Linked DNA regions of Oryctolagus cuniculus: region 2 is linked to region 1. A link is a contact called in public Hi-C data. All regions are on one chromosome and are shown on one strand. Each heading gives the region's core, a stretch centred on a gene start, on an enhancer-like site or on the middle of the called end of the contact. The rest is flanking DNA. Distances are from core to core; before and after follow the strand shown. Region 1 has its middle 200 kb from the start of CBR1. Region 2 overlaps RUNX1 (RUNX family transcription factor 1).

Region 1 (5,549 bases), core at 1,719-4,218:
CCAGGCAGAGGGGGAGGAAGAAGGGTGCATTCTCACCTTCAAGGAGGCATAGGAGAGTGAGATCTTAAAAGGACACACAGCCGAAGGTCAAGGGTGGGGAATGCGGATGGCCGTCAGTTACTTCCTGCTTCCTTCCAAGTGGAACCTGGGTTCTGATCAGGAGCCACATGCTCTTCAGTACAGCTGTGGCCTTGGTGTACACTGACCCCTCACCCAGCCCAAAAGGTAGCCCGACAGGTAAACCAGTCAGGCCACTCCCCTTGCTAGTGACTGGCAGAATGACTGGGGGGGGGGGAGGGAGGAAGAGGGTGCTCTGGTAAGAGGTACAGTGAAAACAGCTCCCCTTTCCTCTGGACGTTCGATGTCTAGCTGTGATGTCTGGAACATCTTGCGGGGAGCAAGCTGTGGTGTCTAGAACTAGAGCCAGGACAGACATCTTGATAAGCTAACACCAGGAACAGACAGCCTGATGATAAAGCTAACACCAGGAGTGGCTACAGGAGGGGACGAGCATCTCTGATGACAGCGTCACACCAGTCATCCACCACCCTACCTTCGAGGTTCCGTCAGTACACAGCCTTATTGTTCCTGCCAGAGGGAGTCAGTATTTCTGACACTCACTGCTGAAGGCATGGCCGGGACATCTGCAAGAGGAGTTACGTGGGAGAAAAGGGGATGGTGTGTTTCAGGCAGAGAGAAACTGAGACCCTGAAAGATGTCGTGTGTCTGGCCCAGAGCTGGGACTGGGGATGCATGTGTCACTGTGGGGAGGGGGAGGATGAGGAGAGAGGAGGAAGGTCAGGGGAGAGAAGTGGAAGCCAGACTAGCAAGGAGCTTAGCCGTTTGCAAGGATTCACGTGTGGGAGCCTGAAGGTGGGGCGTTCACTGGAGTTGGTGCCGTTAGGGTGCAACAGGCGATTCCTGGTATTGGAAGCCAGCACTGGCAGGAAAAGCACCAGGGTGTCCGGCAACAGAGTCTCGAACGAGGGACTCAGAGATGTGGTTACTGTGGGAAGCCAGTTGGAGGGAAGACGAGGAGGGGACAAATGTGGCGGCCACCAGTTTTGAGTTTCCTGAGTGGGAAGAGCTGATGAGGCATGACATGCCGAGGTCGGGCTGGGCATCATGCCAGGGGAGGATGGGTGACCCGGTGCAGCTACCATCAGCAGATGCTCCCCTGCTGTTTGGGCAGACTTGGGTTGGGGGGAGGCGCCCCTCGAACTCAGAACTCTCTGAAATATCCAGAGGACTGGATCAAAGTGTGGGTTCTGGGGTTGGTGACTGATGGATTTGATTTTTTTATTTTTATTTTTATTTTTGTTTTTGACAGGCAGAGTGGACAGTGAGAGAGAGAGACAGAGAGAAAGGTCTTCCTTTGTCGTTGGTTCACCCTCCAATGGCCGCTGCGGCCAGCGCGCTGCGGCCGGCGCACCGCACTGATCCGAAGGCAGGAGCCAGGTGCTTTTCCTGGTCTCCCATGGGGTGCAGGGCCCAAGCACCTGGGCCATCCTCCACTGCACTCCCTGGCCACAGCAGAGAGCTGGCCTGGAAGAGGGGCAACCGGGACAGAATCTGGCGCCCCAACCGGGACTAGAACCCGGTGTGCCGGCGCCGCTAGGCGGAGGATTAGCCTAGTGAGCCGCGGCGCCAGCCGGATTTGAGAACCAGGTAGCTCCCTCTCTGCTGTCCCTCTTCGTCCTACATCTGCCCCCCTGCCCTGGCCCCTCCTCCCTCAACCTGCCCTGGTGCAGTATTGGGTGGGAACTTAGACCCCGCTCCATTCTCTCATGATCCTGACTGTCCCCCCAGCGACCAGGCTTAGCCTTGCTAGGTTCCGCAGTACCTGAGCCTTGTTCATCGAAAGTCTTCATCTGCGAGTAGATTGTCCCCGCCTGTTGGAACGTGCCAGTGCCTTCGGGAAATTCCATGCTGCTGTCTCTGCGTTCTGCTGGGCTTGTCTTTTCCTGACATCTGGCTGCAAGAGGCAGGAAACTTCTCCCCCAGCACAGCAGTAGCTGGAAAGAGGTGGAAGTGCGGTGTGCCAGGGCGACGTATATGGAGCAGGCTGACAGCAGGTTACTCAGAAGCTGAAACCTGGAAACCCACAGCTGTGGGGCAGACTGCCTCATGCTACTGCGTCTGAGCACCCCAGCCTTCACTTCGGGTGGAACGGAGGACTAGGGTGGCTCTCTTAGCTCGAAGGCCATTGAGTGTTTTGGCCTTAAACCATACAGGCAGTCCACAGAGGGGTACAGGTGATTCAGAGCCAGCATCCTGAGCAGAGCCCCGACCCCCACTCGCTGGTTCTGGGAAGATGTGGAGGAAATCCTTTGGCCCCAAGCAAGCCAGCAAACACGCACCCAAACAAAACAACGCGAGAAGCCCCGCGCCGAAAACTTTCCACTTGCAAACATGTTTTTGTCACTGTCAAAGGTTTAGGATTGCAACATTTGGGCGTCTTTGGCCCCAAACCCGAAGACTCTGCAGTTTTCCCAAAGTACCTAAAATAAAGAATTCTCTCTGGCAAAAACAGCATGTTTGTAAACAGAAAGATCTTATTTTGGAGAAACTCAATTCCCCCTAAGATGTCGAGAATTCAGAACAAAGTCCCCCAGGGCCTTTTCCATCTGCTTCCCCCACTGTCCCAGGCAGGTGGAACACATTTCTAGCTTGTGTGTGTGTGTGGGTGTGTGTGTCTGTGTGTGTGTGTGTGTGTGTGTGTGTGTGTGGTTTTCATTAAGCGGGTGTGTGTTTGGAATGTGTGCTTGTCGGCCAATGCTGATTCTCTTCTGATGCTTCCGAGAAAGGTCTGCAGATGAGGCCCTGGACTCTCCCCGATTCAGGTTTCTTGTGCCCCAGGATCACAGAACTGGAACTGGGGACATTCCAGAGAGAGGGCCACATCCTCTCCATTTGTGTCAGGAAACCCACCCCAGATACCTGAAAGTAGACCCTCTATCAAGCCAAATAGCTTGGTTTCTAGTGGCTTCTTCTAATGTCTTTGCTGCAAAAACAAAAACAAAAACAAACAAACAAACAAACAAAAAACAAGCTCTCTTTTCCCTACCCAGAAGCCTGGCTGTCATTCTTTTCCTCTTCTCACTTTCAAATCCTGTTTGCACAGAAGGCTCTAACAACCTTCTCACTGTAGAGAGTGGCTTGAGGTCTCTAGCTAAATCTTATAAATAATTCTCAGCAAATATTTGCTTTAGTCTGGGTCTTCCAGAGAGACAGAAAGGATGGGATATTTATATGAGAGAGAGAGAGAGAGAGAGAGAGAGAGAGAGAGAGAGAGATTAACTAGGAGATTTGGCTCATTTGATATGGGAACTCAGAAGTCACACAATTGGCCACCTGTAATCTGGAGACACAGGAAACCTGGTAACTTGGCTCTGTCCAAGTCCAAAGGCCTGAGAACCAAGGAAGCCAATGGCACAATTCTCCATGCAAGGTTGGAGGTGTGAGAGCTCAGGGGGTTGCCGTGTTGAGTACCAGAGTCCAAAGTCCAGAGATGCTGGAGCGCTGGTGGCCAACAGCAGGAGACCAAGGGCATCGCAGCTCCGGTTTATCCTGCCTCTACCTTTTTGTTCCATCAAGCCCGAGCCAGTTGGGTCATGTGACTCACATGGAGGCTGGGGTGTCCCCATTCAGCCCAGCAACTCAAATGCCAGTCTCAGCTGGAAACACCCTTGCCGAAGCACCGGGGAGCAGCCCCGTCATTCTGCTCAAAGGTCACACTCTTGGCTTTCCCTTTCAGCATCTTCCTGAAGCCCTGAGGATAACTAAGCCCTCACCAGCTACTTGGACGTCCCTTCTTCCCATGGCTGACCAGGTTAAAGCCCACCTAGTTGAGAACAAAGAAGAGTTACATGAATTCGTGGCATATCAAGATTGCCATCTGGGAGGCACAAAACTCCCATAGACTTGAAAATATGTTCCAGGGTTTTGCAGTGTGGTGGTTGGCTTTGTAACCCCAACTGCAAGAGGGGCTGTTAACCACGTGCACTGCTTGTCAGGGCTTGAGACTTGGGCAGGAGGGGTCAAGCTGCCTTGTAGGAAGCAGATTGAATGGTCTCAGGAAGCCAGAGGAATGTTTTCACGCACGAGTGCAGAGGCTGGTGAATTTTGTTCCGGAAATAGCAGTTCCGCCCTGTCCACCAGGTCTGCAAGTACTGGGGGTGGGAGGTGCGGGGAGGGGTATGGGCAGAACAGCCCCGTGTAGGAGTTGAAGTGCATGCACGCTTGAGGCTGGTGTTAACAGGAGCCCTCAGTTCCCTTTGTTGCCCCAAATCAAGGCCACCCCACGTTAATTTTCATCTTAGACACAGTCAAGCCCCAACACCAACCATGGCAATATTTAAAACTAAAATCCTAAGAGTTGGGATTTTCCATTTGCAATGTCTCTAGGATTATCCAGCAAAAGATGTTCATATGTATTTTTATATTGAGATGAAGTTCAGGTGACACAAAATTAACCCCATTAAAGTGAACAATTCAGTAGGGTTCCGTGCATTCACAATTTGTGTGACCTACACCCCTGTCTGGTGTGAAACGTTTCCAGCACTCCAAGGGAAGGTCCTGGACCCCATAAGCAGTCTCATGCCATTCTCCTCCCCGCCACCAAGCTTCATTCCTTCTGTAGCTATTCTGGATAATCCATGTAGGTGGCGCCACACGACACGGAGCCTGTTCTGTCCTCAGTGTCACGTTTTGGAAGTCTACCCCTGTCTAAATTCCACTGCAGAGCTAGTTGTCTTCTGCTTGAGGCACGTAGGAGCTTTAAGAATTCACGGGATGACTCCTGATGCAGTGAGGAGCTGCCACCTCCTCCGCGCTGGAGGCCGGCCCTGCTTGTGGAAACCCCTTCTGCCTCCAGGCTCTGGCTCTGAGTTGTGATGCCTAGGGCTGCTGTGTGATCCAGGCTCACGGCCTTGCTCCCTGCTTCCCCTTGTACATATTCAACACCGACACTGCCCGTCGCTGAGCCTGCCTTGCCCTGCCTCCGCATATCTGGGTTCAATAGAGCCGAGAGAAAATGATCTCACAGACATCAGGGAAGGTACAACAGTGGGCGCCTCAGCCCCAGGATATTCTCATCAGGTGGCTATGAGGTCTTGTAGGAGAGAGGTGGGGGAAGACAGTGTCTTAATACCTGGACAGCAGGAGGGTGCTGAATTAGCATAACTCCCAAAAAAGAAGAGCAGTCGTGAAACGCTTCAAGTGGATCCTGTAATCAATTAATTATAAAGAATATAAACTTCAAAGTGACATGCCAGATGGCCTTTCCTCTTCCGTGTTTTTTTCCATTGTTTTTTCATTTAAGAAAACTCTAATACAATATCATTCTTATCTCTATTATGATCTTTTCTCTCCTTTTTCTTATTTTATTTATTTGAAAGCCAGAGTTATAGAGAGGGAGGAAGAGACAGAGAGAGATCTTCAATTGCTGGTTCATTCCTCAAATGGCTGCAATAGCCAGAGCTGGGCCAGGACGAAGCCAGGAGCCAGCAGCTTCTTCTGGGTCTCCCATGTTGGTGCCAAGCACCTGG
Region 2 (5,549 bases), core at 986-3,485, 940 kb after region 1:
TATATAGGAATTCCTATTTGACAGAGAATGTCATTCATCTCTTGGCAATTCCATTTTGACACAAAGACCTATTAAAAACAGCAATTCTGGTCGTATTGCTTGTATCTGAGAATACATTAGATAGATTCTACAGAAAACTGGCTTTGCCGGAAAAAAGACAACAGACACTTTTTGTAACACTGTTTCAGAGCTCAAGGAAACGAAAGTACTGTTTTATAGGCTGAGCCATCCGCGGCTGGACTACTTTACGGGCTGAGCCATCCACAGCTGGTGAACATGAAGTGGAATGAGCAAGGCATGAGATGACCCTGTGGCTCACCCGTGGCTGTGGCTCTGAGTGCCTGGCTGGTGCTGACAGTGGTCAGCCGTCTCTGCAATGCAGTGGCTGTTGCTGTGTTCTTGTTCTTCCACTTTTGAGTCATTCTGGTGACACTGTCATAAAAATCCTGAACTTTGCTTTAGGACAGCATCAAAGGAAAGTACCAGTCAAGAAAGATGCACCACTTAATGGTCTCCACTAATAGCAGGTTAAAAACAGGCCCCACTCAAGTCCTAGCAGAGGAGCACAACGCTGCTACTCAGCAGGAATTGTGTTTTGAGCGATCACTAAAGAACTGCACTTCGCAGTACGGGAGCCACTAGCCACAGTGTCTACTGAGCACTTGCAACATGGCTAAACCAAACTGAATATGTTGTAAATGTATAAAAACACACAGGATGTCAAAAAATTAGGACCAAAAAAAAGGAATGTTAACTGTATCTCTGATTTTACTAATGTACTCACAAATGATTTTAGTAGATTATTTAGATACAACATATTATTAAAATTAACTTCATGTACCTAATTAATAATAAATTATATCTATTATACAATGGATGCTTATGTATATTACATAATGATAAATATAAATTAATTTCTACTTACTTTTTGAAGGTGGCTGCTAGAAATATTTTCATTACCCATTTTAGTTACATGTCACATATAAAATTTTAATCATGTTATATGTCTGTTGATGGTGCTGCTCTAGAATAAGAAAGAATGACTACATGGTTTAAAGGCAACTTGTTAGGATCTGGTAAAGAAATTTGATTGACACCATTACAGTGAAATCAACCATCTTCCAAGGTAGTTTAGTTTGCTGATTACAACTGGACATTCCAGAGGCAAGCTGCGTGGGTTCAAAATGAGCTAATTACGGAATCTTAGCATCCATGTTTGTAAGGTGAAGGGCATAATTATGGACCACTCATTTTAAGGTGTTAAATGAAATGAGATCATGTGTGCAATGCATTTAGTGTAGAGCCTGATAGAAGAGACACTGATAAAAGATAACTTCTATTATCCTAATTGTTTCCGTCAGCTCGGGCTATACCAAAATACCATAGACAGCAAACATAATTATTTCCCACAGTTCCAGAGGCGGGAAGTCTGAGATCAACTTGCCAGAATAGTTGAACTGGCTTGCAGATGACCTGTGTCCAAGGGTGGGACACTGGGTGGGGCAGGGGCATCTCTGTTCTCTTCTCACAGGGCACTGATCCCATGATGAGAAGCCCACCCCCATGATCTCATCTTTACTTAACTGCTTCCCAAAGGCTCTGCCCCTAATACCATCACCTTGGATGTTAGAGCTTCAACATATGAATTTTAGGGGTCACAAATATTAAGTACATAACAACAGCTTAAAAAGTACAGAGATAGGTTGTGCTACCAATCTGCATTTTGCAATGCTGTTTATGCAACACTTTCAGATACTACAGAGTAGGTAAGCCAGGCAGGATTATTGCTGGAAACAGAGCAGAACCGTGGAACCTTGCCAGCCCCGAGTGTGGGCCTTGGACCAGCAGCAGCACTGGTATCACTGGAAGTTTGTTGGAAATGCAGTGTCCCAGGCCCCTCCCCAGACCTGCTGAACCGGAATCTACCGGAGTGCTAATGAGTTCCCCCAGGCCTCAGACACACATTCAGTTTATGCAGTGTGGCCCAGGGCACACAAAAATGCGTAAGATGCAGCCTCACTGGCAAGGTGTTCAAAATCCAGGAGTTTATGTTTGTGTGGGAATGAGAGTGAATCAGACAATTCTATAACAAGCTTCGAGGGGCCCAATAGAAGACATCCCTGCTCCCCACCCCCTACCCCCGCCCGGTCTGCAACCAATCATGATGTAGATAAGCAGGTGCAGGTCAAAATGTCAGCTTCTTTATTGAGGGTGTTTTGGAGAACTTGCCTTGGTATATGGCTTCTTGGCACTGAGCTCCGGAAGTAGGGACCCTCACTGGCCAACACACAGGCAGTGTCTCCCCAAAACAGTGAGGAGGAGGAGGGGAGCAACATGCTCCATGTACTCATTTTCCATTGTTGTCAAACCAGCAAGTTACCAAATTTAGCACTTGAACACCATCCATTTATTATTAGCTCACTGTTCTGTGAGTCAGAAATCCAACTGGCCTCAGCTGGGCTCTGCTCAGGATCCCACAGAGCCAGAAAAGCAATGAGGTCAGTCAAGTTGAGCTCTTACATTATGTACCCCTGACTTTAGGGGAAAACTCACTTCCAAGCTCTTGCAGGTGGCTGGTAGAATGTATTTCCCACGGCTAAAGGATGGGTGCTCCTGTCTCCTTGCTGGCTGTCAGCCAGGGTTCACTCTGCATATCTAGGCACTGACGGCTGTCCCTGCAAGCGGCCTGCTCTATCTTCCAGTCAACAATGGCAAGCCTACCAATTCTCTGCCTTCATTCTGTCCCAGCCTGAGAAAGTGTTCCACTTGTCATGGTCTCTTAGGATTAGCTTAGGCCCCTCATGAAAGTCTTCCTTTGGTTGAGCTGATGCCAACTGATTAGCAAATTTATTACATACAAAAAAATCCCCTTCTCCCATGGAACATAATCAGGACAGGATATCTCAGAAAGTTTACAGTATCAGGGATCAGCAGGGTGGAAAATCTTGGGGGTCCATTTAAGGATTCTGCTGTTCAAAGTTACTAGCTAGGAAATTCATTCTTCTATGGTAGAAGATGAGTGAGGGCATAGGAAGAGACCAAGAATTTTCTAGTAAGGATAGTCATTCCACACAGAAACTCGAAGCCAGAAAATAGGTGGTTCTACCACCTGCCTCCTTGTGACACCCCCACCGCATCTATTCACAAAAGAAAGTAAGGATAGTTCAGGCGTTATGCAGGGAGCGTGGAGGCCACGAGGAAGCATGTGGCTGGTCCTTGAGAGGGAAGTTTACCTTAGGCAGAGAGATCTGACTCCCCTCCAGTTTGAGGACAGGAAGAATGGCCCCTCATCCAGTGGGACTGTGCTAATGAGTGTGCACTGAATTCCAGATGTAGAAGACAACACCATCAGCAGAACTGTGGTATGGAAGAGGAATCTAGAAGTGCTGTGTGAAATTAGTGGGAGCACAGTTCTAGGAGTTCTTGCCAGTAAATACCATGAGAGCTCATGAGAACCTGAGCCAGAAAAATAGCAAAAGGAAGGTACATTATAAGACGTAAAGAAACCAGAAAGAGGACTTGGCAACAGATTGGATGATATCAAGGTTAAATCCAGAGGTGAGCATTTGGCACAGCACTTAAGACACCTGGTGGGATCCCAGCATCCCCTTGATAGGGATGACTGCTGAGTTTCAAGTCCTGGCCCTGCTTCTGACCTTGGGTAGCCACAGGTGATGAATCAAATGCTTGGGCCTCTGCCACCCATGTAGGAGACATGCAGTGAGTTTTGGTTCCTAGTTTGGGCCGGGCCTAGCCCAAGCTGTTGCAGGCATTTGTGCAATGGATCTGTAGAAGAAAGACCTGTCTGTTGCCATCTCTGCTCCTTAAATAAAGAAATAAAAATCAAAGGAAGAAAGAGATAAATCCACGGGGTCCAACTTTGAAAACCGGGAGAATGATGGTGCAACGGGGAAAAACGTGAGGAACAGCGGATCTGAGGCAGGAGCTGGTGGCTTGACCTGCAGTAAAACACAAGACAAATGTTCTCCTGTCTATCCATCTCACCCACACTTCTGTTAACAGGCTCTCCCCGCCCCGCCCCTCCCCCCAGCCGCCCCCCAGTGTCCTCCCTCTTCCAACAAGCTCCTCCCCCCCCTTCCCCACTTTCGCTTCCACCTTAACTCCGAGCAGCGGCAACTCTGCCTCTCATCATCTACCCTTTCCAGCTCACGGATCCACTTCTGACAGATTGACTCTCCTAAACCAAGCATGAATTATAGTATTTCCCAGTTTGCAAGGCCTGGTTTACGTTTCCAAGGCTTACCCTTACGTTGAAGCTCAAATTTGTCTCGGTTTCATAGGCCACCTCCCACCTACCCATGTCCACGCTGCATGTGAGCTGCCACCTCTGCCTCCCACCCCCACCGCCTCGTCTGTGCTCCAGCTCTCCTGAACTGGCATGCTCACGTGTTTCCCAAACTCATGATACTCCTCCTGTCTGGAGCACCCACTACCCACCTCACTCTCCCCTCCCCAAACGCTTCCTCCAAACCACTGTCTTCCAAACCCCCAAAAGTCGAATCAAGCATCGCCTCCACCAGGACCCGAGTCTTTCCTGAGCCCACCAGGTAGAGCTGGCCCCTCGTCGTCCCAAGGCCCTGCCCACCAGCTCCCTGGACCCTGCTCCTGTGTCTACAGCAGCCATGATATGATTTTGCTCTCATCTACTTGATCTTTATCACCAACAATCCTGCCTGGCACAAAGGGGCACTGGGAGGACACTGAAGGCAGAAGTGTCAGAGACTTCACACCTGGGAGAGCCTTCAACATACCATGTTGAATGAGCAGAGGAAGGAAAGGGCTAGAATGCCATTTGTGTTTGCTATGAACTTAAAAGCTTCTCATCCGATTGGACCTATGCCTGTCCCTCAAACTCCAAGATTGGCCAGAAATGACCTCAGGATGTGACTGCTAAATACATGAGAGTTGCATAGTGAAGAATCTCAGATATTTTTCTGATAGAGACCACGACACCGAGGAGGAAAGTGAAAGAAGAGACCAGAATCAGTTGTTCAGAACTCTCCAGAGGGCAGCCATAAAATTATATCATTATGGTAAAAAAAGAAACATAGCTCAGCATGTATGTGGACACGTGTGTATGTGTGTGTGTGTGTGTGTGTGAGTGTGGGTAGAAGCCAAGAGTGAGGTGACCTTAGGCAGGTTTCCAAAACTCTCCAGGACTGAGATACCTCATCAGTAAAGAGGGTGTGGTATTGGTGGTGTTGCCAGGATTAAACTTACAGACCAGGTCTAGCAACACACTCCAGCCACTGCCTGCCGTAACAGCATTCAGAGGGAGGTGGGTGGTAGAACACGGGAGGACAAGCTAGCCAGGCTGAACTTTCACTGTCACACAACACACAAGCTCTGCTCTCACACGGTTCAGGTTCCAGCACTTTTAACAGCACCCTGGGCAAATCCCTGTCAGTTTTCCCAGGCAGGACCCCACCTCCCTACCCCCACTCCACCCCAGCCTCCAGGCTGCCCATGGTTGCTGTGTGCTTAAGACTATGGGAGACACGAGAAGCTAGGAAAGCTTTCAACAGACA

The links. Hi-C and Micro-C count contacts between places; a contact is called where the count stands out from the background.
Region 2: a contact with region 1 is called in a Hi-C map of embryonic fibroblasts, with 4 times the contacts expected there. The contact joins two enhancer-like sites. A contact is called at or near these places in 4 of 6 Hi-C or Micro-C datasets (ear pinna, embryonic fibroblasts, skin fibroblasts and 1 more).

Annotation. Positions count from the first base shown.
Region 1 is chr4:9,229,898-9,235,446 of mOryCun1.1, forward strand. No RefSeq gene overlaps it. Among named protein-coding and RNA genes, the nearest start is that of CBR1, 200 kb to the left of the region's middle. Within about 2 kb of position 2,969, at least 1 of the 8 cell types and tissues checked has an H3K27ac peak or open chromatin away from gene starts, as enhancers often do.
Region 2 is chr4:10,172,901-10,178,449 of mOryCun1.1, forward strand. The region is part of intron 2 of RUNX1 (RUNX family transcription factor 1); the gene reads left to right. Among named protein-coding and RNA genes, the nearest start is that of RUNX1, 150 kb to the left of the region's middle. Within about 2 kb of position 2,236, at least 1 of the 8 cell types and tissues checked has an H3K27ac peak or open chromatin away from gene starts, as enhancers often do.